Linked DNA regions of Mus musculus: regions 1, 2, 3, 4 and 6 are each linked to region 5. The links are chromatin contacts, called in public ChIA-PET, Hi-C and HiChIP or PLAC-seq maps. All regions are on one chromosome and are shown on one strand. Each heading gives the region's core, a stretch centred on a gene start, on an enhancer-like site or on the middle of the called end of the contact. The rest is flanking DNA. Distances are from core to core; before and after follow the strand shown. Region 1 holds the start of Fam171a1 (family with sequence similarity 171, member A1). Region 2 overlaps Frmd4a (FERM domain containing 4A). Region 3 overlaps Frmd4a (FERM domain containing 4A). Region 4 overlaps Frmd4a (FERM domain containing 4A). Region 5 holds the start of Fam107b (family with sequence similarity 107, member B). Region 6 overlaps Frmd4a (FERM domain containing 4A).

What was found. Hi-C and Micro-C count contacts between places; a contact is called where the count stands out from the background. ChIA-PET counts read pairs in DNA pulled down with a chosen protein or histone mark. HiChIP or PLAC-seq counts read pairs in DNA pulled down with a chosen protein or histone mark.
Region 1: a contact with region 5 is called in a Hi-C map of muscle stem cells, with 5 times the contacts expected there. The contact joins the promoter of Fam171a1 here to the promoter of Fam107b in region 5. A contact is called at or near these places in 1 of 484 Hi-C or Micro-C datasets (muscle stem cells) and 2 of 115 datasets of contacts at active chromatin or transcription factors (fibro-adipogenic progenitors and pancreatic cancer cells).
Region 2: a contact with region 5 is called in a FOXA1 HiChIP or PLAC-seq map of pancreatic cancer cells. The contact joins the enhancer-like site here to the promoter of Fam107b in region 5. A contact is called at or near these places in 1 of 39 promoter capture datasets (hippocampal neurons), 1 of 484 Hi-C or Micro-C datasets (muscle stem cells) and 5 of 115 datasets of contacts at active chromatin or transcription factors (the NIH/3T3 cell line, astrocytes, embryonic forebrain and 2 more).
Region 3: a Hi-C map of muscle stem cells shows a contact between it and region 5, with 4 times the contacts expected there. The contact joins the enhancer-like site here to the promoter of Fam107b in region 5. A contact is called at or near these places in 1 of 39 promoter capture datasets (hippocampal neurons), 1 of 484 Hi-C or Micro-C datasets (muscle stem cells) and 2 of 115 datasets of contacts at active chromatin or transcription factors (astrocytes and embryonic midbrain).
Region 4: a contact with region 5 is called in an H3K27ac HiChIP or PLAC-seq map of embryonic stem cells, with 2.5 times the contacts expected there. The contact joins the enhancer-like site here to the promoter of Fam107b in region 5. A contact is called at or near these places in 3 of 115 datasets of contacts at active chromatin or transcription factors (bone marrow-derived macrophages, embryonic stem cells and memory CD8 T cells) and 1 of 9 other capture datasets (embryonic stem cells).
Region 6: an RNA polymerase II ChIA-PET map of memory CD8 T cells shows a contact between it and region 5, with 16 read pairs. The contact joins the enhancer-like site here to the promoter of Fam107b in region 5. A contact is called at or near these places in 1 of 39 promoter capture datasets (hippocampal neurons) and 2 of 115 datasets of contacts at active chromatin or transcription factors (embryonic stem cells and memory CD8 T cells).

The regions. Positions count from the first base shown.
Region 1 is chr2:3,116,758-3,120,375 of GRCm38.p6, forward strand. It overlaps Fam171a1 (family with sequence similarity 171, member A1), which reads left to right and starts at 1,625. Exons shown (of 8, transcript NM_001081161.2): 1 at 1,625-1,895. The coding sequence starts at 1,799.
Region 2 is chr2:4,478,098-4,482,173 of GRCm38.p6, forward strand. The region is part of intron 3 of Frmd4a (FERM domain containing 4A); the gene reads left to right. The region is part of intron 3 of Gm39751 (a long non-coding RNA gene); the gene reads right to left. Among named protein-coding and RNA genes, the nearest start is that of Gm39751, 34 kb to the right of the region's middle. Within about 2 kb of position 2,279, at least 57 of the 459 cell types and tissues checked have an H3K27ac peak or open chromatin away from gene starts, as enhancers often do. A contact at or near this core is called in the NIH/3T3 cell line, muscle stem cells and pancreatic cancer cells, where this site is marked.
Region 3 is chr2:4,605,551-4,609,424 of GRCm38.p6, forward strand. Frmd4a (FERM domain containing 4A) reads left to right here. Exons shown (of 23, transcript NM_172475.3): 22 at 420-516. Among named protein-coding and RNA genes, the nearest start is that of Gm13179, 13 kb to the left of the region's middle. Within about 2 kb of position 1,256, at least 5 of the 459 cell types and tissues checked have an H3K27ac peak or open chromatin away from gene starts, as enhancers often do. A contact at or near this core is called in muscle stem cells, where this site is marked.
Region 4 is chr2:4,546,841-4,550,895 of GRCm38.p6, forward strand. The region is part of intron 11 of Frmd4a (FERM domain containing 4A); the gene reads left to right. Among named protein-coding and RNA genes, the nearest start is that of Gm39751, 35 kb to the left of the region's middle. Within about 2 kb of position 2,766, at least 18 of the 459 cell types and tissues checked have an H3K27ac peak or open chromatin away from gene starts, as enhancers often do. A contact at or near this core is called in embryonic stem cells, where this site is marked.
Region 5 is chr2:3,711,851-3,715,651 of GRCm38.p6, forward strand. It overlaps Fam107b (family with sequence similarity 107, member B), which reads left to right and starts at 1,608. Exons shown (of 4, transcript NM_025626.4): 1 at 1,608-1,786.
Region 6 is chr2:4,579,333-4,583,195 of GRCm38.p6, forward strand. All of the region lies in intron 14 of Frmd4a (FERM domain containing 4A), which reads left to right. Among named protein-coding and RNA genes, the nearest start is that of Gm13179, 13 kb to the right of the region's middle. Within about 2 kb of position 1,624, at least 43 of the 459 cell types and tissues checked have an H3K27ac peak or open chromatin away from gene starts, as enhancers often do. A contact at or near this core is called in memory CD8 T cells, where this site is marked.

The DNA.
Region 1 (3,618 bases), core at 375-2,874, 600 kb before region 5:
GGGGAAAGGAGTTCACAGTTCCAGGTTATAGTTCATGATAGCAGGGTCACCACAATGGCAGGAAATCGAAGGTTTTCAATCATATCACACCCATAAATCAGGGACAGAGAGCAGTGGATGGCACGCATGCTAGAGCTCAGCTCACTTTCTCTGCTCTTTCACAGTTCAGACACTAGGGAATGGTGCCACCCACAGTGGGCAGATCTTGCTACCTCAACTAACACAATTAAAATAGTCTCCTACAGGCATGGTCATAAGCCAGTGGTTCTCAACCTTTCTAATGTTGTGACCCCTTAATACAGTTCCTCAGGTTGTGGTGACCCCTAACCATAACAATATTTTCATTGCTACTTCATAATTGTCATTTTGCTAATTATGAATCATAATGTAGAATCTCCAATGGTCTTGAGTGTTCCCTGTGAAAGGTTTGTTCAATCCTCAAAGGGGTCATGCATGACCCACAAGTTGATACCCTCTGCCATGGGTCAACCTAGTCTACTCTCCCCTCACTCCACCCCAACCCTTGATCCTTCCTTTCCAGGTGATTCTAGATTCAAGTTGGCTAATCAAACTAGCCACCCCAACCACAGCCCAGCTGTGTGCTTGGGATCAGGTTCCTTAGCTTTCTCTAGCTTCCATGTTCTCCTATGAAAATAGAATGTCTCTTTCTTTGTTGTGCTTAGACAGGGTCTCACTGTGTCTCAGCCTAACCTTGGATGTGAGAGCCTCTTGAGTACTGGAATCACAAGCATATAACACTATGCCAAACCATGTAGGTTGTGACAAAGTTTCTCTCAGATACTAGGCTTCCCATCTCCTGGGTCTACCTGTCCACTTCTTGTAAAATAGCAAGCCTGCTTGTCCATCCTGGATATCTAAACACGTTAGATATCTGGCCAGAGTGGCCGTGCTTCACTCCTGACCTGCCTTCAGTAAGAATCTTCCTAGGTAACTTTAGCTAGAGCCCTATCCCCAGTGCTTCATCTTGGTAATTTTCAACATAGGACACGCGCGCACGCACACACACTCACAGCTCCTTCGTTATAAATGGTTGTTTGTCTCTGCTGAGTCCCAAGTTGAGCAAAATCTATCTCCCCTGCTATAAAATTCCATTGTTAACCGTCCCCATTGCAATGCTCCTGCATAGTCTTTGCTGTTGTGTTTTAACATGCCATTGGATTTTTTTTCTTTAATAAATAGAGGTGGGGATGGGGAGAAATCACCCAGGGCCTCTTATCACTGAAAACCTCCTTACCCTTCCCTTCCAATGCTATACAAGGAGGTGGTGTTGGGCCTCCTGCAGCCAGCCTTAGGTATTGTTACACTTGACCTATAAGTCTGGCTGTCAAATCTACCCTGGGGGAAGTCAGAGGATAGTGGCTTGGACAGCTTCAGGATGAGAGGTCACACCCTAGACTCAAATGCTTCCTGCGGACCCTTAGGTAACCCAGCGTGACGTCGAAGGCCTCCTCTCTGCAGGAATAGCCAGGGGTTTGGAGGCGCCTGGGACTCCCGCAGAGCGGCGGCCGCCAGGTGGCACCACGGACCCAGGGCCCGTGCGCTCCCGCGGGCGTGGGGCGGGGCAGGAAGGGGTTAAGGCGCCGGCGGAGCGGCCGCGGCGGTCTGGGGAAGCCGGGCGCGGGGCTCGGAGGAGGGAGCGGCCGGCTGCGGGGCCCCGGCCAATCGGGCGGCTGGCCGGGCGCGCGGAGCCACAGCGCCATGGAGGGAGGCGCGGCGCCCGGCCGCCCGTGACCGAGCGTGGCGAGCCCGAGAGGCCCGCGGCGCCCGTGGCGCGGAGATGAGCAAGTCCGCTGCGCTGCTGCTCTGCCTGCTCGGCTGCCACGTTTGGAAGGCAGTCACCAAGACGCTGCAGGAGCCCGGCGCGGGAGCCCAAGGTCGGTGGGCGGTGGCGGGGCTGGAGGGGGACGCTTTTGTGTCGCGCCCGGGCCTGGCGCGGCCGCGGTGGCGGCTGGACCCCGGCCGCATTGTGGCGGAGGCCCAAGCAGCACGACCTGCATCGCGGTCCTGCAGTCCCCCACGTCGCGATACCCGGGGGGGCGGCTCCGCCCGGGGAACACGCTGGGCCCGCGGCGCATATGCTCCCCGGGGATCTGGGTGGCACCAGCTGCTCTGCCACCCAGGAGGCAGCCGCTGGTGACTCTTCGGCTTATATCCAAGGTGCTTTCTTTTATGCATGATTCGGACACACGGCTCCATTGCCCCCCCCCCCCCAACTCCCCCGCCGCGGGAGGGATAGACCTGGGTGGCTGGTTCTCCCCCACTCCCCCCCCCCCCCTTCCCTCTTTGGGATCCCTGGAGCTCTGGTCCTGGAGTTCCAGCGCAAGGGCTGTGCCCGGCCCTTTTGTTGTGGCGGGGAGGGGGCGGCCGCCGCCCCAGGGTGCCCCTTGCGCCCTGGCGACCCCAGGTCTGCCGCCGCAGTTTAGGAAAGTTTTGGTATCTTCTCTCCCGACCCCCTTATTCTACGTGATTCTCAGACCTTTAGGGATTTGTTGAGCAGCCACAGGGATCATCTTGAGAAGAGAGAAAACTGGAACTAGGAAACCCTAATCACTTAAAACCATTTCCATGTCTGTCTGTCGCCAGCTCCTGCCTTTTGTTTAATCTTTGGCCTCTTATAAATCTGCTTCCCATCTGTACAAGAATGGCCACCAAGAATGGCCACACGCTTTTTTTTTTTTTTTTTTTTTTTTATCTGAATCTATTTGAGAACAATCCTGGAGCTTTCTTGACATGATTTTGTCAAGACAAAGTCTAGTGCTTCTCTGTTGCCTTTTTCTGAGGAGCGACTAAAGCCAACCGATGAGCATGTGTTAATTCAGCCAGGGCATCTCCTGCCCAGGGTAAACTTGGTTAGGGAGGGGCCTTCACTGGTCTTATGTGAGCTCCTGCAGGCACTCAGACCCTTGGCAAGATTCTTGACAGAAAGGTGTGCCCTGCTAAGTTAGCCCTACACACATGAAGGAGTGCCCCATCCCAGTATCCTATCACAGGGCCCAGCCTCATCCTTCTTCCCACCCTTTGAAACTTGGGACCAGGGGAGCCTTGACTTCCACCCAATATCTTCTTGGTGTCTGTTGACAGTCTGAGTTCAGTTAATGCTATTGGAGGTTTTTGTGCTCAATGCTTGCTGAATCGCTGGTTGGCATCTTTTAAATACACTGCTGCACCCATAGTTGACAGTAAAATATGACCATTAGGAATTGGGTGTGAATTTGGTAATGTATACTATGGAAGGGAGGTATTAACAGGGTACCAGAAGACCCATAAGTCACAGTAGGAGGGGGATACTTATGACATTAGGTCATCAGTATTGAATGATAGCCTCTTTCATTTATACCCTACTGCTTTTTGAATCAGCTTTTTAAATGAATACTTGTGCCTCAACGAGGACATTATTTTCAAAGGGCAGGTTGGGGTTTTTGTTTTGTTTTGTTTTGTTTTTGCACTTGAAATAGCAATACATGGAAATAATGAATTCGTTCATGTATAAAATATGAAAATACGAAAATACATGGTTTCAATTGAAAAAAATCATGGAAGAAAAAAAACTACTGTCTTCAGGTCTAAGACTATGTTTTATTAAGGTCTTACTGTTAA
Region 2 (4,076 bases), core at 1,029-3,528, 770 kb after region 5:
TGCAGGTCTGAGCCCTGCCTGATTTGAACTGAAAATAGGCAGGTTAACATGTGCTACCACAAGCTGCCACAGACCAATGACAACATTAGTGTGTGTGTGTGTGTGTGTGTGTGTGTGTGTGTGTGTGTGTGTGTATGTGTGTGTGTGTGTGTGTGTTTGCCTGCATTTGTATATGTGCAGCACATGCATGCTGTATCCACAGAGGTCAGAAGAGAGGGTATCGACTCTCCTAGAATAGCGGCTCTCAACCTGCAGGTCCTGACCCCTTTGGGGTCACATATCAGATATTTACATTACGATTCATTACAGTAGTAAATTACAATTATGAAGTAGCAATGAAATAATTTTATGGCTGGGAGTCACGTTAACATGAGGAACTGTATTAAAGGGCCGCAGCATTAAGAACGTTGAGAACCACTGCCCTAGAAGGACTGGCATTGCAGATCGTTTGAACCACCGTGTAGGTGCTGAAAACCAAACCTCGGCCCTCTGCAAGAGCAACGCATACTCTTAACCACTTAGCCATCTCCGCAGCCCCTTAGAATGCTTATTGACTTGTGGCTGGAGCCAGGGTTCCTGTCCAGCTTGGCCACATAGTGGAAGGACCCAAGACACTTTAAACTGACTTTTTTGTCCTTGTTTTGTTTTTTCCGTCAAAGATCCTCCATTGGTTCTGATATAGCCAAGTCCAGAAGTCCTGTTTCAGGGCCGGGAATGTCTTTATGTTCCCTTGACCCAGATCTAAGAACAACTGATTCCACTAGAACTTACAGTAAGGGACATATCCCAGGGACCTGAGACACTGTACAGAGGCTACCTTCCTGAAACATGGTAGAGGGGCTACTTCTGAAGGGCCCAGTCCTACAGAACCAAAGCTGCAGGATCTCCACGACACAGGGCAGCAGCAGGATATCTTGGGGGGAGTCCCAGTGAGGATCCAGTATTGATAATAAATAAATCTTAAATAAATATTTATATGAAAACATTTGTGGGAGAGAAGGCATGTAAATTTAAAATTTACAAATTTAAGGGGGCCATTTCTAACAGGTTGAGGATCAAGGCCTGCCAAGTTCAGATTTAGTCTTCCCTTCTCTATAGGGAATAAAACCGGGGGAGGGGGGGTGGGCGCAAAGGTCAGTTGTGTAGCTTGAGTACTTTCCTAGTGTGCTGAGGACCATGGGCTTGTGCAGCACCACAAAGAGAAACCCAAACAAACAAATAGCATAAATGAAATTTTCATTTATCCAACTGGCATCCATTTAGAGAGTCTTTCCTTATATTTTATTTCTTAAATACTTATAGTGTTAATTTAATTCCCAAATTTTAATATCTAAGTTAACAGCTAGTAGAAGACAAAGGATCCTCTCTTAAAAACCAAACACTAAATAACTTCAGCCAAAATAAGCAGTCGGCAGACCACAAGCTGAGGCAATGATTGTTATTGCAACTAACATTTGTCTCCTGTCCCCAGTTTTATGAATTGCCCCTCAGATGGTATAACTGAATATCCATATTGTTTAGGAATGTTTAGACGTTAGCCATTATTGCACACGTAGTTAGAATGTATTTCACATGCCAGTTAAGAAAATGAGGGGTTCACACAGATCGTTTCACCACATGACCCCTTGAAGTTTGTTAAGAATTTACATTCCATCTCTTCCACAAATGCTTGCACATAAGAGTTTTGCTTAAGTTTTAGAGGGATTGCATGCACTCTGGGACCACAGTCATGTTTAAGAACACAAAGGCAGTCACTTGAGGATTATTTCTTTCAGCTTCTTGTATCACATGTGTGTGCATGTGTGTATGTATCTCCTTTGAGTCAGGTCTTATTGGCCTGGAGCTAACCAGTTAGGCAAGTATGGAGAGCTAGGAATCCCCAGGGATCCAACTATTTCAGGCTCCCAAAAACAGGGCTTTCAAAAGCAGCCCATCACACCTATTTCCTCCTCTTCCTCCTCCTGCTCCTCCTCCTGCTCCTCCTCCTGCTCCTGCTCCTCCACCACCTTCTCCTTTTACTTTCTATTACTTCTTTGTGAATTTCACATCATGCATCTCAGTCCTACTCATCCCCCCCCCCCCGTGCTCCTCCATATCTGCCCTCCCCCTTGCAACCCTCCCCCAAAGAAAACAAAACAAAATCTCAACAACAAAAAAAAAAAGTGCGGAGTGTCATGGTGTGTCACCATGTGTCACACAGTATACCCTTTGTCCACACATCTTCACTTGTGACTGTTCATTGCGGTGAGTCACTGGTCTGGTTCGAGACCTCTGACTTACTTCTATGACTATCAATACTGGATCCTCGCCAGGACTCCTCTCAGGACATCCTGTTATTGCCCTGTGTCATGGATCAGCCCCTTCAGAAGTTCATAGATGGAGTAGATGTTGGGGTGGGTCAACTCAAAGCCCTGGATCTGGGCTTCGGGATAGCTGAGTTGGCCAGCCCACCAGCTCTCCTGTTCTCATACCCTCATGGATCTGGGCTTGGGGGTAGCTGAGCTGGTCAGCCCACCAGCTCTCCTGTTCTCATACCCTCATGGATCTGGGCTTGTGGGTAGCTGAGTTGGCCAGCCCACCAGCTCTCCTGTTCTCATACCCTCATGGATCTGGGCTTGGGGGTAGCTGAGCTAGCCAGCCCACCAGCTCTCCTGTTCTCACACCCTCAGGGCCAGCTCCTCTGAGGTACCCACACACCTACCTTCTTATGTGGATGTTTGTGTGGCAAGCATTTTATCGATTAAGCCATCTCCTAGTGCCTACGTTGCAATTAATTGACTTGCTTGATACAGGCCCAGGAGTCCAATTTACCTAAATAATGAATGTCTTGTTGGCAATTCACCTGTGACATACTGCCACACATGCTGGTTCATAAAGTGTGCCCTAGCCTTCCCTGTTCTATGTCCTTTCTTACACAGAGCACATGGCATTGGCTGAGGCATCCACAAAGAGTCTAGTTGAAGCCACAAGTTTATCTAGCATTTAAAAACCATCGGAGTTCAAAAGCAATTTCTTATCTTGGGAGTGAGACCCAGCAGCATTAGGTCTGGGAACATAATTTACTTAAACTGGGCTCAGGGGTTCCGCTCATTAACTCCTAGACAGCAAGACAGAGAGAGTGAGTGGCTGTAGCCTACCATGCCTGGGCTGTCATACTTGCTTCTGGGAACTTGACATTTAGTGGTCTTGACAGCCTCTGAGCCGAGCACTCCACTGTCACATACCACGGCAAACAACAGCACCTTATGTCGAGTGACCAGAAATGCGTTGGAGCGTAACTTTAGATGTGTGTAGCTCACACAGATGAGGAAGGACGGTGCTGCTCGGGAAGGCACTCAGTGTGAATGACGAGCCTGGCTCTTAGACTGGGTGAGCAGGATGGATGCCTCCAGAGGACCTCATACCCGGGGCAGGAGCATCGGCTGTGCCTGATGACAGTCACTAAATCTATAAGAAAATGGGTCTCAGAGCAGCGGGGAAAGCTCAGTGGATCAAGTGCTTGCTCAGCCAGCGTGAGAACCAAAATTGACATCCCCAGAACCCAAATGAAAGCTCTACAGGCGTGAGGACTCGCTTTATGCCCCACCCTTAGGAGGCAGAGACAGGGGAAGCTGACTACCGTGACTAGCTGGAATCAGCCAGCCCTGACTCTGTTTCAATAAAGCAGAAGGTCTTCCAGAAGGACATCAACTTTTAGCATGTAATATACACACATGAATGTGTATCCATACACGTGTGAGCTCAAGCGCAGGCATGAGAATACATACACACAGAGAATATGGATCATTGACAGCCTCCGAGCCACACTCCACTGTCACAAACCACAGCAAACAACAGCACCTTATGTTGAGTGACCAGAAACGCACTGGAGTGTATGTCCACACAAGTGGACATACTGTAAAATTAATACGCTTGTTTTCTTACAACAACAAAATTGTTTAGTGTCTGCTGTCAGACACAGAAAATGCAGAAATGACTGGCCTTTGGCACCGATCGGTCCCACGCTTATATTTTAGGAGTAGCTAAAATTTCACAATATATAGGAGATATTGCAAACAAATCTAAGAGAGATGTCT
Region 3 (3,874 bases), core at 6-2,505, 890 kb after region 5:
AGTAACGCTATGGTACATATAAGCTGTTAAAAGTGCTGTTCACTTGCAGGATTACTGAAGGAGCAGATGGTAAAGTCTGGAGGCCCTTCCAACAATACAGCATGGTCCTCACATAGAAGCCACATCTAAAACGCCCCAGGGCAGCCCTCTGTGCTCAGGTCTCTACAACAGAAACATGAGGGCTTCCTATTCTATGCAGTTATAGAAACCATCCTGAGGCCAGAGTGGAGGGACAAAGTTAAGACAAAATACAGTTGGGGAAACAAAGGTATTTCCCACGGAATGCCTTGGGGTCACCAAGACCCTGTCCTTCATGTCTGACATTGGTCACACCTGCCACTGGGTCTGTCATTGACTTACGAGCTCCATGCTGGTCTGACCTGGCTTCTCCCTGCTTTTCCCACACTGACTACATATAGCTGCCTTACCTCAAAGCCAGAGAAGCTCAACACCGTCCAGTGAAATTGGAGCCACCCCACCAAGCAGCCCCCACCACATCCTGACCTGGCAGACTGGGTGAGTTGTCCTGTGAACTCGTTGACTTAGTTCTTCTGGGCTCAAAATGGAGTTAGCCAGGAAGGACATCAGCAGTACTGAGCTCCCAGCAATGGGAGGATGTATCAGCAAATGGTGCCAAGAATCAAAGCAATGCCTGGGCTATCACCTTCTCCCCAGCTGGCCTACTGTTTTTGATGGGGATGAATTCTGTGTGTTCTACTTAAACGTAGGTAGTGATTCCTGGGCTGAAACAAAGAAGTGGATTCAATTCTGGGCGGCATTTGATTTTTCTGCAAAAATGTCAGGGGTAGGAGAAAGAACCCTGAGTCAGATATTACACAGGCTTCTCAGTGTGGTTGCTGTCTTAATATTGGGGTGCATCCAAAAAAAAGAGGGCTCCCGTCTTGGCTAAACAGTTGTTCTGGGTGCATCAGCAAAGGGGAAACTGTACCTTGAGACCTTTAGGTAGAGGTTGCCCACAGCAAGATACGGAAACTGGAAGTGAGCTTTAAGTGTGGACTTAGGGCCAGTTAGGATGTTCCAATCTGCTGAAGGGTCAAGCAGACACAAGTGTTTTATTATCACATGCTGGCACTTTCTACCCAGCTCCTCTCTTCTCTTGCTGCTTCTTAGATGGTCCATTCTGTTAACACCTGTTGGTTACTGGAAATGGGCCCCATATCCAGCTTAATCCCCAGCTTTGGCTTTGCTGAGCGCTGGTGAGCGTGTCTGGGAAAATCTGACAGCTGCAGGCTGAATTATAAGACCATCACAGACCCACAGTTGGTTCCACTGCCTGTGTCCAGGCTCCCACGCTTGGCATCCTTAGTCCTCCACATTTATCTGCAGTGACTTGACACCAGGAAACTTCATTTTTGGTGGAGAAGATGGGGAGCCAATGCTTATTGAGTACTTAAAACACAAAGGCTGACGGCTTCTTTGAACATAAGTGAGTTTCGTGGAAGCCTGTCTGCTCCCCGGCAAGGGAAGTAGCTAGATATTTTGGATTCATAAGTGAGACAGAGAACACAAGTCACTCACTCCATACTTTTCTGATAAGTCCTAAAATGTGGGCCCTAGATCAGCACTTTGGGCTTCACCTGGGATCTTCTTGGGCCTACCCAAAACTACTAACTCGGAAGCTCTGGGGTAGGCCCAGTGGGCGTCCTTAAATGAACCCTTGGGTCATTAGGATCCGTGGTTGGACACTCACCGAACCACCCCACACTGCTTCTTTCCTCTTTTCAAATTAAGGAAACATAGTCTGTACAGTGTTTCTCATGTCTACGGCTAGGGTAGCTTTTGCCAGTAGCTGCTACCCCTCTCTTTTATTATAAACCACTGCCACTTGTCCATACCAGCGCCAGCCTCTAAATCCAGACAGCTTCTTGGCTTAGGGTTTGAGAATCTCTCGGGACTAATTCATACAAGAGCCACACATCTGTATACCTCTATAGGGTAAATGGTATCGTCCAACCAGGACACTTGGGATCCTCTGTGGGCCATGCCCAGTTTCATCTGATCTGACCATATGACTGCGTCATTTGACTGATAGACAGGCTCTGAAGTTTACAAGCAGCCCTCCCATGCCTACTCACTCGAGTTACCTCCATTACCGCATGTAGCCAGTAAGGCTCACAACCAACTGGAAACAGAAGGTTATTGTCCCTGAAGGGCAGCGTTCTTCCAGATTGAGGATTACTCAAGAATAATAATGTGATAGAGAACAGGACAGTGGGTAAAAATTGCCACTGTCTGCCTTCCTAACAGAACTACTGAGGTCCTGCTGCTCAGAGATGGAGCCTGAGTGTTCTGTATGATTCTTACTGTGTCACAGACACATGGGTATATATATATAGTCATTGGGTTAAGCTACTACTAATCACGTGTGTCCACTCTCCTGTGTAACACAACCTTTCTTCTCTTCTCCTTCCGCTTTCCTTTGTTCAGAGAAGCAACAGAAAACTCTCCCATCATGGATGGGTCTGAGTCTCCAACACACCAAAGTACTGATGAATAGAGGTATTGTAAGGGAACGTTTTGTTCTTACTGCCCACGTGTGTGATCCAGATGTCCTGCATATGTGCTGCCTCTGCCCATGTCATAGTTTCCAGGAGGAAATGTCTGAATAGTGTGGAAGCTATTATTCTTATGTTTTCTTTCTAGCTACATGTGGCGCTGTATGTTCGAATGTGTGTTTTTACATCAGATGTAGGCTAGTCCATGCTCCTTCCTGGAAGACACCCCCTAACCCCCAATATATTTAGACTTTCTAGGCTTTAAGTACAAAAAAAACCCTTGCAGTGGTTGGGTATTGTTTACCAGCTTGGGCCACACTCTCCGTGAGCACTGAGCCAGTACTGTTCTAAATAGCCCAGTACTCTAACTCATTATCCTACCACTTTTCAGTGATATTTGCATGCAACACCAGATGTCATAGAGTCCTGCTTTTCAAAATGTGGCCTGTAAATTACCACCGCCACCTGGAGCTCAGAATGACTCCTGGAAGCCACGCTGGCTGCTGAGTGAACTGCATGCTGCAAGCTGCAAAGTGCTGCTCTCCCAAGTACAAAATAGTGGGACCTGAGAGTCTAAGTAACCAACTGCGTAGTGCTGACGCTGAGAAGCACGTCAGGGACCACTAAAGTGACAGGGGACCATGCAGAAGTGGGAAAAGGGCCTTAGTTAGAAAACAACAACCTAATCAGGCTCTGAGTAAGAAAGAGACAGCCACACCAAAGTGCTGGGCACTCCACAACTCAAATGATCAAAACGCTAAAAGGGTTCAGAGAGGAGAAATGCCCTTTAGTTCTGACACACACCTCGTGAGCCTGGCTTTAAAGAACGGCAGTGAAGCAGGGAGGCAAGAGGGAAACACACAGGTGTTTCCACCCTGGCTCTATGGCCACTGACCTACAGCACTATCCACAGCCAGTTGACTGGGTAAGTGAAACCCCATTCTCAGTTCACTGTGGAATAGGGAGAAAAGGCATCACTCACTCTTTAAAAGACGATCCAACATACAATTGATTCGAATATGTCCTATGGCATTAAGCAAGCATGTGTTTTGTGAGTGTGAATAGTGGATACCCTGTCCAGGTGAAACAAAGTAACAGCTCTGAAGGGCTGAGTCCTCAAACTCCCCGTTCCTTTCGTTTCCTCGGAGCACTTCGCCTCTAGAAGCACCTGATGGTGGGACTCCCTATAGTCAATGTTGCAATCAGGAAAATGTCCCTAGGAGACCCACATCACAAGTGAATTGGAAAACAAGCTTCTCTAAGATTCTAGCAAGTCGTACCAGTATTTGGGAAGCTGAGGCAAAGCAAGGGCCAGAGCTTGCTAATTGTTTGTGTCCACAGTGAGGAATAAATCATCC
Region 4 (4,055 bases), core at 1,516-4,015, 840 kb after region 5:
TCTACGACAAGTGAGACAGACTACCTAACAGCCGAATTATTTTCTCCAGCATATCCAACAGGTGTTTCTGCTGCCTAAAGTTCTCCACCTATCCTTTGCCCAATCTGAAGGGTGTATACTGGCATTTTATTAGCCTATGTGCCCCTATGCCCACTGGCATGTGCACCCAGCTTGGTTGCCATGGCTTTTTTATGTTCCAGCCTTTTAATGAGAGGGCAAAGTACCAGGAGGCCCCCGGACTCCGGGCTCCATAGGTCCTCAGTTTGGATTGAAACCAAACACCAACCCTACCTTAGAGGCGGCACAGCTGAGCGAGTTTCCTGTGCACCTGTGTGTTTCTAATCACATAATTGAGTTTATGGTTGACATTTGGAAACTCATTAAAAAAGAAACCTGGTCACTGGCCAGGTTTCTCACCAGCAGAGTGAGAGGCTTAAGCTGCTGAGAGCAATGAGCACCCAGAGGTGTGATTGCCCTGGTTGCTCATGTACTCAAGGAATGGGGGCGGTAAGTTGTCATCCAGAAATGAGAGAAGGGGTTCCCACAGCAACAAGGAGAGACTCCTATGGGAAACAGGTGCTGCTGAGAATAAAGGAGCTCCTCTTATAGCTGAGCTGCCAGCTCCTTTTATGCAGTTAATCTTACTGAGGTGTGTTTGTTCCAGTACAGTGCATTAGACCTAGGGCTTTCTTTGTGCTAGGAACATATGCTAGCATGAGCCTCTGAGCTCCATTTCCAGAATACATTCATTCATTCTTTCTCCTCCCTTCACCTCCCTATTTTTAGTATGGGTGCTAGGGATATGAGCTTGGGTCCTCTTGCTTTCTCAGCTAGCACTTCATTATATCAAATGAACCATCTCCCTAAACCAGTAGTCTATCCCTTTTTATGGCAGAATAATATTCTTTGGCTGCTGCTTCAGCCCCTTCTGCACTGGCATACAACAGACACACACATGCAGATGTTAATATCTGCTCAGTCCCTCACAGAGCTCACAACTGACCACTTTTGTACTGATGCCAACCTTTCCCCAACCCTGCCTGCTTGTTTTACATTTGTCCTTGAGCCTCTTGTCCTGGCATCGACTGCCCTGTGAGTAGTGAGTCAATTTCTTATTTGTTTATTTTTGCCTAATGAAAATGCACAGACCGCTTCTATCCTTGCCTCATATGGTATATAAAAGATACTAAGCACCATGCTTGGCACACATCTATAATGCCAGAACTTAGGAAGTTGGGGCAGGAGGATTGCTGTGGGCTTAAAGCCAGCTTGAACTACATAGTACTGGCCCAGCCAGTGCTGTATGGCAAGATCCTGTTTGGGCAAAGACAAACAAACAAATAAACAAATAAAATGCAATTGGAGTAAAGTACCTAATAGTTGCAATCCAGTGCCAATTTTAAAGAGATCCAAACATATATGTGTTCAGTAGCCTAAGGGACTTAAGTATAAACTGGATAACTCTCAAGGAAGGGTCTCAGGCACTCACACCACTGAAACACTGAGACATTTGCAAGGGAGGGCGGAAAGGGAGCCCACAACGTTTTACCACTTATTTCTGCACGTAAAAAGAAAGAGAGAAGAAAGGCGAGGGGACATTTAAAAATGGCTTCCATTTCGACTGACCTTTGGCTTTGTTTTCTGACTATTGGACTAAAAAGAAATCAAGAGCTAGTGACAGTTGGCAATCAAGATTGCGCTCCTGGGATCCTTCAGGCCACCAGACACTTTCTCTTTTATAGAAGCGGAAAGTGTTAGATTGGGAAACCCTGGTGTCAATCATCGAAGAGTGCAGCAGCTTACTGCTGATGAGCTGTGCACTGCTGGAAAGATTTTTCTTAATCAGCATGGTTCACTGGGGAAAGCCAGGGTGCCCCGACCTCCCTAAAAACTGCTAAACCTGTTTAACACCCATCCCCAGCACAGCTAGGACCCAATAAATACAGTTTTCCTCACTAGGCAGAGTCTAAGCAACAGATCCTGCTAATCAGCCAAGAATCTACTGCTGGGATCTGCCCTGCTCAGATTGTACTGAGAAGGAACCTTGAGCAGACAGGCAATTTCTACACACGATGAGCTGTTCAGTCCAAGCAGGAGGAGAATTCCAGGATTCTGGGGTTATAGACATCCCTCGTTCTTTGGGGGATCACACTGAGTAGAAATAGGAAGCTGAGTTCTTGACCACTCTTTCCTCTTGGTCTGGCTGTGACTGCCCCTTCCGCATGCCATGTGCAGTTGAGGGAGGGTGGTCCTGTGTATACACATATGTGCGTATGGTGCATGTGCATGTGGAAGTCAACATTGAATGTTGTTCCCCGGGTGCCTTCCATCTTGTTTTTTGAAAACATTGGACCGGGGCTCACAGGTTCAGCTAGGCTGACTGACCAGCACATCCCAGAGCCTTCCCGACTCTAGGATGGTACTTCCGTGCCAACATGCATAGGTTCCGAGGCTCAAATTCAGGTCTCCATCCTTCCACACCAAACACTTTCCTGGCTGAGTTACCTTCCTAACCCTGGAAGTGCACCTTTAATGAAGCACCCGCCTTAATCGGTGTTCCCTACTTTGTGGAAGCCGCCTGAGTTGGAGCTCTAGTGCACGTGGTGGTCACATGCCATCTTGCGACCTTGCACTGTGGTCACATGCCGTCTTGCGACCTTGCGCTGTGGTCACATGCCGTCTTGCGACCTTGCACGTCTCTGAACTGGGTTTGCCGTGACTCCTTCCTCCAGTTCTTTCTCTACTCACATACTCAGCCTACAGTTACTGGGTAGCAGGTGAGAGACTGACTTGCCTCAAGCACTGTACATTCCCTAGGCTTGAGCGTGGCGGAGACATCTGAGTGAAAGGTCAGCTGCAGCAATGGATGCTGATGACTTAGGCAGAGGGGTGGGTAGAGCTAGCTACCTGGGAGAACTACCCAGACCGGGCTGGGAAGCCTGTGATTACAGGAATATCCCTGATGAGAGGACATAGCTCAGGGCAGGCTGCTGAGCATGCTCGGTTGTTTTCCTCTGCCCTCCCCAGCCCCTGTAAGTTCAGGAAATCTTCAAACTGACCCGACCACTTCAGAATTCCTCCTGGGGGAGGAGAAGGGGAATGGGATACCAGAGCTTGAACCCTAGGACCAGTCATTCTGGAATGACTGGAATATGGGAGTTGAAGTCTTCACTCCTAGAACTTAGCATCTTCTTTCTGGAGAAGGCATGGCTCCAGCAGGGAAATCCATAAAAGAATAGCAACCAGGACCTCAGCTACAGAGAGGGAGGCTCTGCCCAGGCCATTGCATGCCTCAGAAAAGCTGGGTGGTCAGATCTTGTAGCAAAAACCTCAGACCAAGCTGCCTACTTCCTGCCAGTGACAGGCATGGCTGCTGAGCAGCCTGCACGACACAAAGGGTTCATCCTTTAGCTGGCCGGGAAGCAAGCCGGAGATCTGCTTCCTGCCACCAATGTAGCAGCCTCAAACCAGATCCCTGTCCAAGTGGAGAGGTCTTGCACCTCAATTCTCAGCAGCATGTAAGGAGCCTCCCCCAGTTTCCACATAAACCAGGTCCGGAGGAGCTAGGGATTGACTCAGTTGGTAGAGTGCTCACTAGCACTGCGTAGCTGTGCACAGTGTAACCCCAGCCCTTGAAAAGAAAAGGTAAGAGGATCGGCAATCAAGCCCATGCTGGGCTACAAGTTTCAAGACAATAAAATAAAATCATGTTCTGAGTGGTGGAACACACCTTTAGCCCTCGCACTGCGGAGACAGACAGGTGGATCCCTGAGTTCAAGGCCAGCCTGATCTATAGAGTGAGTTCCGGGGCAAATGGGGCTATACAGAAAAATCCTGTCTTGACAAACCAATACACAAACAAGTAAATAAAATCAGCTCAACCGGTTTAGGAAGTACCTGTCCTTGTCATCAAGAAGGGCAGTTCTTGAAGCACCAGGGGTGTGAATATACAAACAAGATGCTGTTAAATAATGGTCCTTAAAGGGCCCTCGTTCCCTTGCTGCCTTTCTTTTCAGTCCACACGGGTGATGGGGTGGATCACCTTTAAGGTGAGC
Region 5 (3,801 bases), core at 358-2,857:
CAGCAACAGCAGTGGTGGATCAGTTTTGATTTAAAAGTTCACCCAGAAAGCAGCTGGGACCCTGACACAATGGTGGCTAGGACCAGTTAGAACACCATTACCATACTGTGGTCACAGAGCCCAGAGGCAAGTGTGGTGGGCACTACCGGAGATGGGGAGGGGATAGCTGCTCATCCTATTCAGAACTTAGGAGTTGATGTCAGTGTGGGTAGGGGTAGGAGTCTAGGCAGGATCCCTCTGCTTGGAGACTAGGGAGCCATCAGGGGGAGAGGAAACTCCATGCATGGGGGTGAATGGCAGAAGACTGCGAGTGAAGCACAGCAGAGAGCCCCTGGGACTGGGAAGGCTCTGAGGAAATTATTGTTGGCTTACCTCTATGAGAAAGCGGCAAAGGAATATTGCAAAGTTATCACTATTACGTGCTGTATTTTAGACTAATGTGAAGTAATGTGAATCCTGGGGTGAGTGTGTCTATTGCTCCTGGATTGGGAGGATGCCCAGGAGCTGGCTAAGAGGACTCTGTAAGACTGAAACATTTGGAATAGGTAATTTGCTCATTGAAATCCACTGACAGCATTTTTCCCCCTGTGCAAATATGACCTAAGCTCTTTGAGTCAGAAAAGTTTCCTAATAAATAAATCCTTAGTCATCTGTTGCCAAGAAAATGAAAAGGCTTTGGTATGGAATCCATCAACCTGCTGGCCTTGTTCTCACCCTGAGACAGGGCCTGCTTTTGAACTCGTGATTCATGTAAATGGCTGAACTCGTGATTCATGTAAATGGCACCCTTGGAATTTTGGGTAGGGCAGGGAAACAATTCAGGAGAGCTAGAGAATGAAATTAGATTTTTTTTTTTTAAAGATCAGATCAGTCCTTCCTTGATCTAAATTCTCCATCTGCCCTTTGGTGAGGGTGGAGAGGAAAGCCCAGGTCAGTGGGTTCTGAGCCTTCAGTTGACTGTGACTTTATGTAATTATAACAAACTCCTTTTTTGATTTTCTTCCAAAAAAAATATTTGGCAGGGTTTCAACAGACCGAAGAGAAAGGGGTGGGGGAGAACAAAAAGGAGAGAGAACACAGAGATACAATAAGAGATACACAGTAACATAGAGACATAGACACACAGTAAGAGAGCTACAGATACATAAAGACATAAGACACAGAGAGACAGAAAGGACAAACAGAAAGAGAAACAGAGAGAGCAAGAGAAGGACAAACAGAGAGACAGAGCATGAGAGGGACAGACAGAGAGAAACACATATACAAAGGAGAGACAGAAAGATGAGAAATAAACTCAAAAGCAGATGCATAATGAATTTTAAATTGTGGGCCCCGTGAACTTGCAGCTGACACCTTCCATTAGACAGGTGACAACTTTTCCTTCCACCTTCCTGGTCCTTTCCTGGGCACCCAAGCAAAGGAAAGTAAACCCGCACAACAGAGGCCCCTGCCACATGACCAAGGATCCAGAGCTCTCATCTGAGTCCACTAGGGCAAAGCAAGGCTGAAAGCTCGGGGGGCGTGGTCGGCCGTTCGGGGGCGTGGCCTAGGAGTTGGGCGTGACTTAGTGATGACTCAGCGGCCCCGCCCCGTCCCCGGCCCGCCCCGCCACTTAATTCTGACGCGCGAGGCCGCCGGGTGCGAGAGCCGCCCCGAGCCGGACGGGCTTCTTACTCCGGCGTTGCAACCGCCGTCGGAACCGCCCTCTCGCCACCTCGGTGGCTAAGGTGCCGGGTACCAACGCCAGCAGCGGAGCGCGCCAGGGAGCAGCGCGCCTTTGTGCGAGGTAGGCTGGCCCCACACTTACTTCTCACACAAAGACGAGGGGCTTGCAAGGCGGCCGCCCGCCGGGAGAAAGCGACGGGTGTCTGACCCCGGCCTGGGGGACCCTGTCGTTGGCCTGCAGGGCGGGCTGGGGTATGCGGTCCCTCGGGCGTAGGCGAGCAGCGGGGAGCCTGGTGGCCCTGCGCTGCTTGGGGAGGTCTAGGGTGCAGGGCCCGGGCGGCGGCCCGGATCGAGGGGCGCCGGGGCGGAGGGGCCCCCTGGAGAGGGGGGAATCCAGGCTGCTGCTTGGTTGGTTCATTGTTGCATCCTCGGCCCTGCAGACCCAGACCTTAAGACCCAGGCTGCAGTGGCTGCGCGCCCCGGGCCAGATGCCCGCCTTGCCTGTCCCGGCAGCAGGACAGGGTCAGCGTCCCGAAGCCGGCTCCTACCCGGCAGACAAAGGCGGGGTCGTGCTGCTTTGAAAGGTGGTAGTGACACTGTTTCCTGTCTGCAAGTAACTTTTCTATGTTGGACTCTGCTGTGCCTCTTGGAGTCCGGTCAAGCCAGGGGGTTTGGGTGATGTCAGCGCAGAAGTCCCCACATTTTTGGGGGACTCAGTGATTGCCTCCTGAAACATTTCTGGATGACTGGGAGGTAATCTGGTGTATAAGAGCCAAGTTTTGACATGTGTGCTGGAAGTGAAGCGTCCCCAGCTCTCTTTGAAATGTAGAGAGTTCCTGTTGAGAGGATGAAGTGCACACACCAGCCATCCCAATCCCTTCTCAGATTTTTGTCCAGGACTGCTAAGTGAGGTTACTTAGTCAGAATGGGGGGTGATACTGGAGGCGCCAACAGGGGAACAGAAGGAGCCCTGTTTGGCTTGACTTTCTGAATTTGAGCCTCCCTGCTAACAGGTACACTTTCTCTAGGCATGCTACCTCACTAGCATTTGGACATGTTAAAGTTGCTCTAAATCCTGTCAGAGATGCCTGTCTAGGGACGGTTCCTTAGTGTTTGGAGTTTCAGGCTTTACAACTTTGAATTAATAATCATATATATTTGTGATAAATTAAAAACCAGAAGATAGGTCACTCATGTGGCCACCACCCACACATACCCTGAGGATGAAGGTGTATTTGCTTTATAGGTGGCAGGGAAGTTTGTGTGTGTGTGTGTGTGTATGTGTGTGTGTGAGAGAGAGAGAGAGAGAGAGAGAGAGAGTCTAAATGAACACATTGTTAATTCCTAACCTTTATACTTGTCTAAAGCATGACATTTAATAATGATAACTTTGCAATGTTCCTTTTACTGCTTTCACAGAGGATTATACTAACAACTTGTTTTGGAATATATTTTCTCAGAGCTTTGCCAGTAACTATTTATTCAGAAGGGAGAGGCGGGAAGATGAAGGGAAAGTAATGTGCTTTGCACTTCACTGGAGATAACACAAAAGACTTTATCATGTATATATATATTTGTATGGGTATATCTAAATCTATATCTGTATACACACACATATATCCATATATGGATATAGATAGATATATATCAGGAGTAGCTTGGGACCGTTTAAAAGGTAAATAAATGTTTTTACTGTGAAAAGTTCTGAGAATCCTGAGAAATCCAGGATGGAAAGAGCTGCCTGTAGAAAGACTAGCCGTGTTTTCCATGTGCCTCATGCACATCTCAGAAAGTTTGTGTTGAGAAAGTAAAATATGTTTTCATTACAGTGAAGAGTTTCGAGTGTCTAAAAGGCCATTCAGCTACGTACTTGGCCGGTGGACATCTTTGTCATTACTTATATTTTCCCCTTGTAAAAATTTTGGTCTTTGAGTTCTTTAGTATGCAAAGCAGAAAGAAGCCTTTGAGACAGCCCTTTAGAGGCAGGGTGCTCAAGAGATGATGAAGTATTCTGCAGTCATTTCTGAAGCAGGAGACACCATAGGAGGAGGTTGGGACAGTGTGCTGTCAGGTCCCATTTGCAGTTTTTCATCTGCTTTGGGTTCCTTAATATGCATGCACACTTGGAGTAGTTGC
Region 6 (3,863 bases), core at 374-2,873, 870 kb after region 5:
CTTGCAGAGATGGCCCCTGGAGATGGCACACTGATCCTGCCATCTGCAACGTGGCATTATACCACAGGGTCTCTAGGACGTCTCTGATGTAAGGAATTCATCCTTGAGAACTTCTCTGGGAAATAAATATCTCGTTGTCATAAAGGGGAGTCTAACCCCTTTCTCCATATTCACTCCTGGGTATCTGCCAAGCCTCTCCCTCCCAGCTTCTACAGATCTGTTGGGACTTGGCTGTCTTCATTTGCTTGTCTTAACTTTTCATTTTCCCCTTAGAGGCCAAACAGGCAGTCATTTCCTTCCCTCGATTTTACAGACAACAGATTTCTTTCTTGCTGGGGGTGGAGATGGGGGATATTACTATTTGTGTTATATTTCCCTTCCTTCCAAAGAGGAAAGCTCCCCTTCCACCTTCTGGATTGAGGGTGGGAGCAGGGGGCCTGCTCATCTGCATCTGTCTGTGAAAACAGATGCACAGGTCTCTGCGAATCCTCAGCAGGATGCAAACTCATATCCGGTGCCGACTGGCTTGGGATCTTTGGAATGACTGCAACAAATTCTCCATTGCAGCTGAGTGAGGAGAGCCTTCCATATGGTCACAGGGAGAGGGCTTCTGTTTGCTCTGTGGCCCCTCCACATGTGGTCTCTTCACATACAGCTGCCACCAGCCCGGTCTAGGTTCCCCAGCTGGAAAATGGAAAATGGGTCCCAAGTCCACAGTAATATCTGTGATGCCATCTGGTTTCCCCTGAAGATCCCCAAATGCCCACTGAAAATGACTTTCTTTGCCTAGCCATGTTTGGATAATAATCATCTTCCTAGGGCTGGGAATGTAGCTCCCTTGGTGGAATCCTTACCTGGCGTACTTAAAGCCCCAAATTCAATCCCAGCACCATATAAACGACTGGTGCTCATATTTACCTCTTTAATGGCAGAACTCAATAAGTAGAGGCAGGAAAATCAGGGTCAAGGTCATATATATGGAGGTCAAGGTCAGCCTGAGCTAGAGACCTTGTCTCCAAAAATACACCTATAACCAACTGTCTTCTTCACCATCAGCTCTTCCTCCCTCCCTCCAGTGACCTCGTTCAGTAGAAGCCTTTGGGTTAGGAGTGTAATATGATCGTGAACTCTAGCCTAGAATCCAAGTAGAGATCTCACTAACTCAGGAAAGGTTTTCTGGAGAACTCAGCTGATGGTAGGTTTTCCTGGCTGTCATCAGAGGGAGGCTGAACCACCTCAATGAAGTGATCATTCAGAAACCAAGCCAGTCCCCTAGCTGGCCCCTGTGTTGTGGTGCTTCCGGGCAACGATTGTGCCCTCCATCCTCATTGTTTGCTTGTCTCCGATTCCTCCAGTGGGTGGAACTGAGGGCTGAGACTATGTCTCCCCCATATTACCTTGCACATGGAAGGGACTCCAAAAACCTCTGTTGTCGCACCAGGAGATCTGAAGACCGCCACTGGCTTCCTGTCCTTTGGCCTTCTCTTGAGTTTTGAGATCAGCGTATGTGGCATGTGGTCCTGCCAGGAAGGAAGATGCAAGCAGATGCAACCCACAGGGTGTTGTTGCCTTGACACCAGAGTAGTGAGACAGAATGTTCCCCCTCTCACCGAGTTTCCATTCAAAGGATAAGCAGGCCACACAGAACAGAGCTTGTGCCCCACCTCTGCCTCCCTGTGCCAGCCACCATGACCTCTGTGGTAAGAGTAGAGGTAACGCTTCTCTGAGGACTCAATGAATTGTAGCATGTAAGAATCCCTGCTGAGTTCTATTAAACAATCAAACAAACAAACAAAACCCACTTTTCCCCCTCTGCCCGCAAGCTTCCTGAACTGACAGGGCCAGCCACACCAGCCACCACTCCTCATTTTCTTGCCTGTCCACTCAGGGCTCTTCCTTTTTTTTCCCAACATGAATCGTTCTGAAATGGAGATGCCAACACCCTAATAAAAGCGAGGAAAGATTTCTAAGAACAATGACTAGTATTCACATGGCATTTAGCATGTTCTGAGTTATCTTTTAGCATCGCCCAAATGTTATCCTGCTTCATTCTCCCAATATTTGTAGAGCCCTGTTTTCATTGCCCAGTTCACAGGAAACAGAGACCTAGGAAAGTTCTAGAACCTGCCACCTCCCATCCCAGATCCACTCAGAAGCTAAGCTGAAACATACACACAGACCCAATAACCCTAGACCCCAGACTGCAGGCTCCAGCTTTAGGAGGGCGCTATACCAGTTTGTTTCCCAGACTATCCTTTTCTGTACATCTGAGTACCCTCTCTAGAAGGATATTCATGTATTATCAATTACCTTTCAGAAATATTCATCTCACCTGCTTTTCACTGGCTCCTACACCAACCCGCTATTCCTTCCATCCCTTCCCGGGCAGCGCCTGGCTACTGTTTTTTTTCCATGTATCAATTTTGAAATTTCACTCTTCCAGGTACAGTAGAGATGACACATCTATCTTCTTATTTCATCTTACAGACAGCTCCAGTTTAAGACTATTTAGTATTCAGGATCAGGAAGAGATAAACCCTTTAGGCTCTTGTTGGTAATTAGACATCCATCCCCTCCTCCCTGCCCCCACCCCTCCACCCCTGCCTGCCTCTGTCAGGAGGCAGGGTTGGGAGAGTGCCATTCCTAGAGGTTTGGGTAGTGAAGGAAGGAGGTCATACTGTCTATAACATTCCTTTGGTAAAACTTGAAGAAATGAAGGCTAATGGCTGAGAAGGAATGGCCTAAGTTGGTTGTTTATTGGGTAATCAGTGTTTCAAGTTCGGAGACATTTTAGAAGGTGGTCACTTTCTAGGTAGGACCAGGATGGTTCTCAAGAAGGTGAAATGCCAGCCAGGCGAGGTGGCACACGCCTTTAATCCCAGCACTTGGGAGGCAGAGGCAGGCGGGTTTCTGAGTTCGAGGCCAGCCTGGTCTACAGAGTGAGTTCCAGGACAGCAGAGAAACCCTGTCGGGGGTGGGGGGGGGATTCACATATAACCCTGAGGGGTCTTGCATGTGCAATATGTATTGGTTCAAACAATTGATAACAGACTAATTATAGTGCCAGACTTCCCCAAGGCCAGATACAGACTATGAAATTATGTTTGTCAGCTGGGTGTGGTCATGCAGGCCTTTAATCCCAGCACAGAAGTAGAGGCAAGTGATCACTGAGAGTTCAAGGCCAGCCTGGTCTACAGACAAACAAACCAACCCAGATGGACAGGGTAAAGTATCATGTATTTGTGTCCTGAACTTATAGTGGGAGAAATTCCCACTGGGCTAAGTTTCTAATTCTGTTTCTGCTATTGAAGTGGTCAATGCAGAGAGCTTCTTTACCTTTTGATTTCAGCCAGTGTTGCTTCCTTTCTTTAACCCTTTAAGAAGGCAAGCATCTCATTCAGGGACCACCTAGAGGTCATTCGTGAGGACGAGCAGCCTCACAGAGAACTATGGGCCTCTTCTTGGGATGTTCTTTGAGAGGCTCTCAGTGGACTTGTCCCGAGGCACTTGGCCATCTCTTCTCTGGGTGGCCATGCATCCTTAGCTACTGGTCACAGCCCACAGGCTTAGAACATGCAAGCTCTTACATAGAGAAGCCATCAGATTGCTTGCCTCAAATTAATTGATTACCCTTCAACACAGAAGGCAGTGGGATCTCTTTTCAAATGCAACAGGTTCCCCCCCCCCCCCCAAGACAGGGTTTTGCTTACTCCTGGCCATCCTGGAACTCCCTCTGAAAACCTAGCTGGCCCCAAACTCAGCTTCACCTGCCTCTCCCTCCCACGTGTTGGGATTAAAGGCGTTGCACCACAATTGGCAAAGGTACCAGGTTTATGTGGAGCTGCCTTGAGCTTGTGAAATGT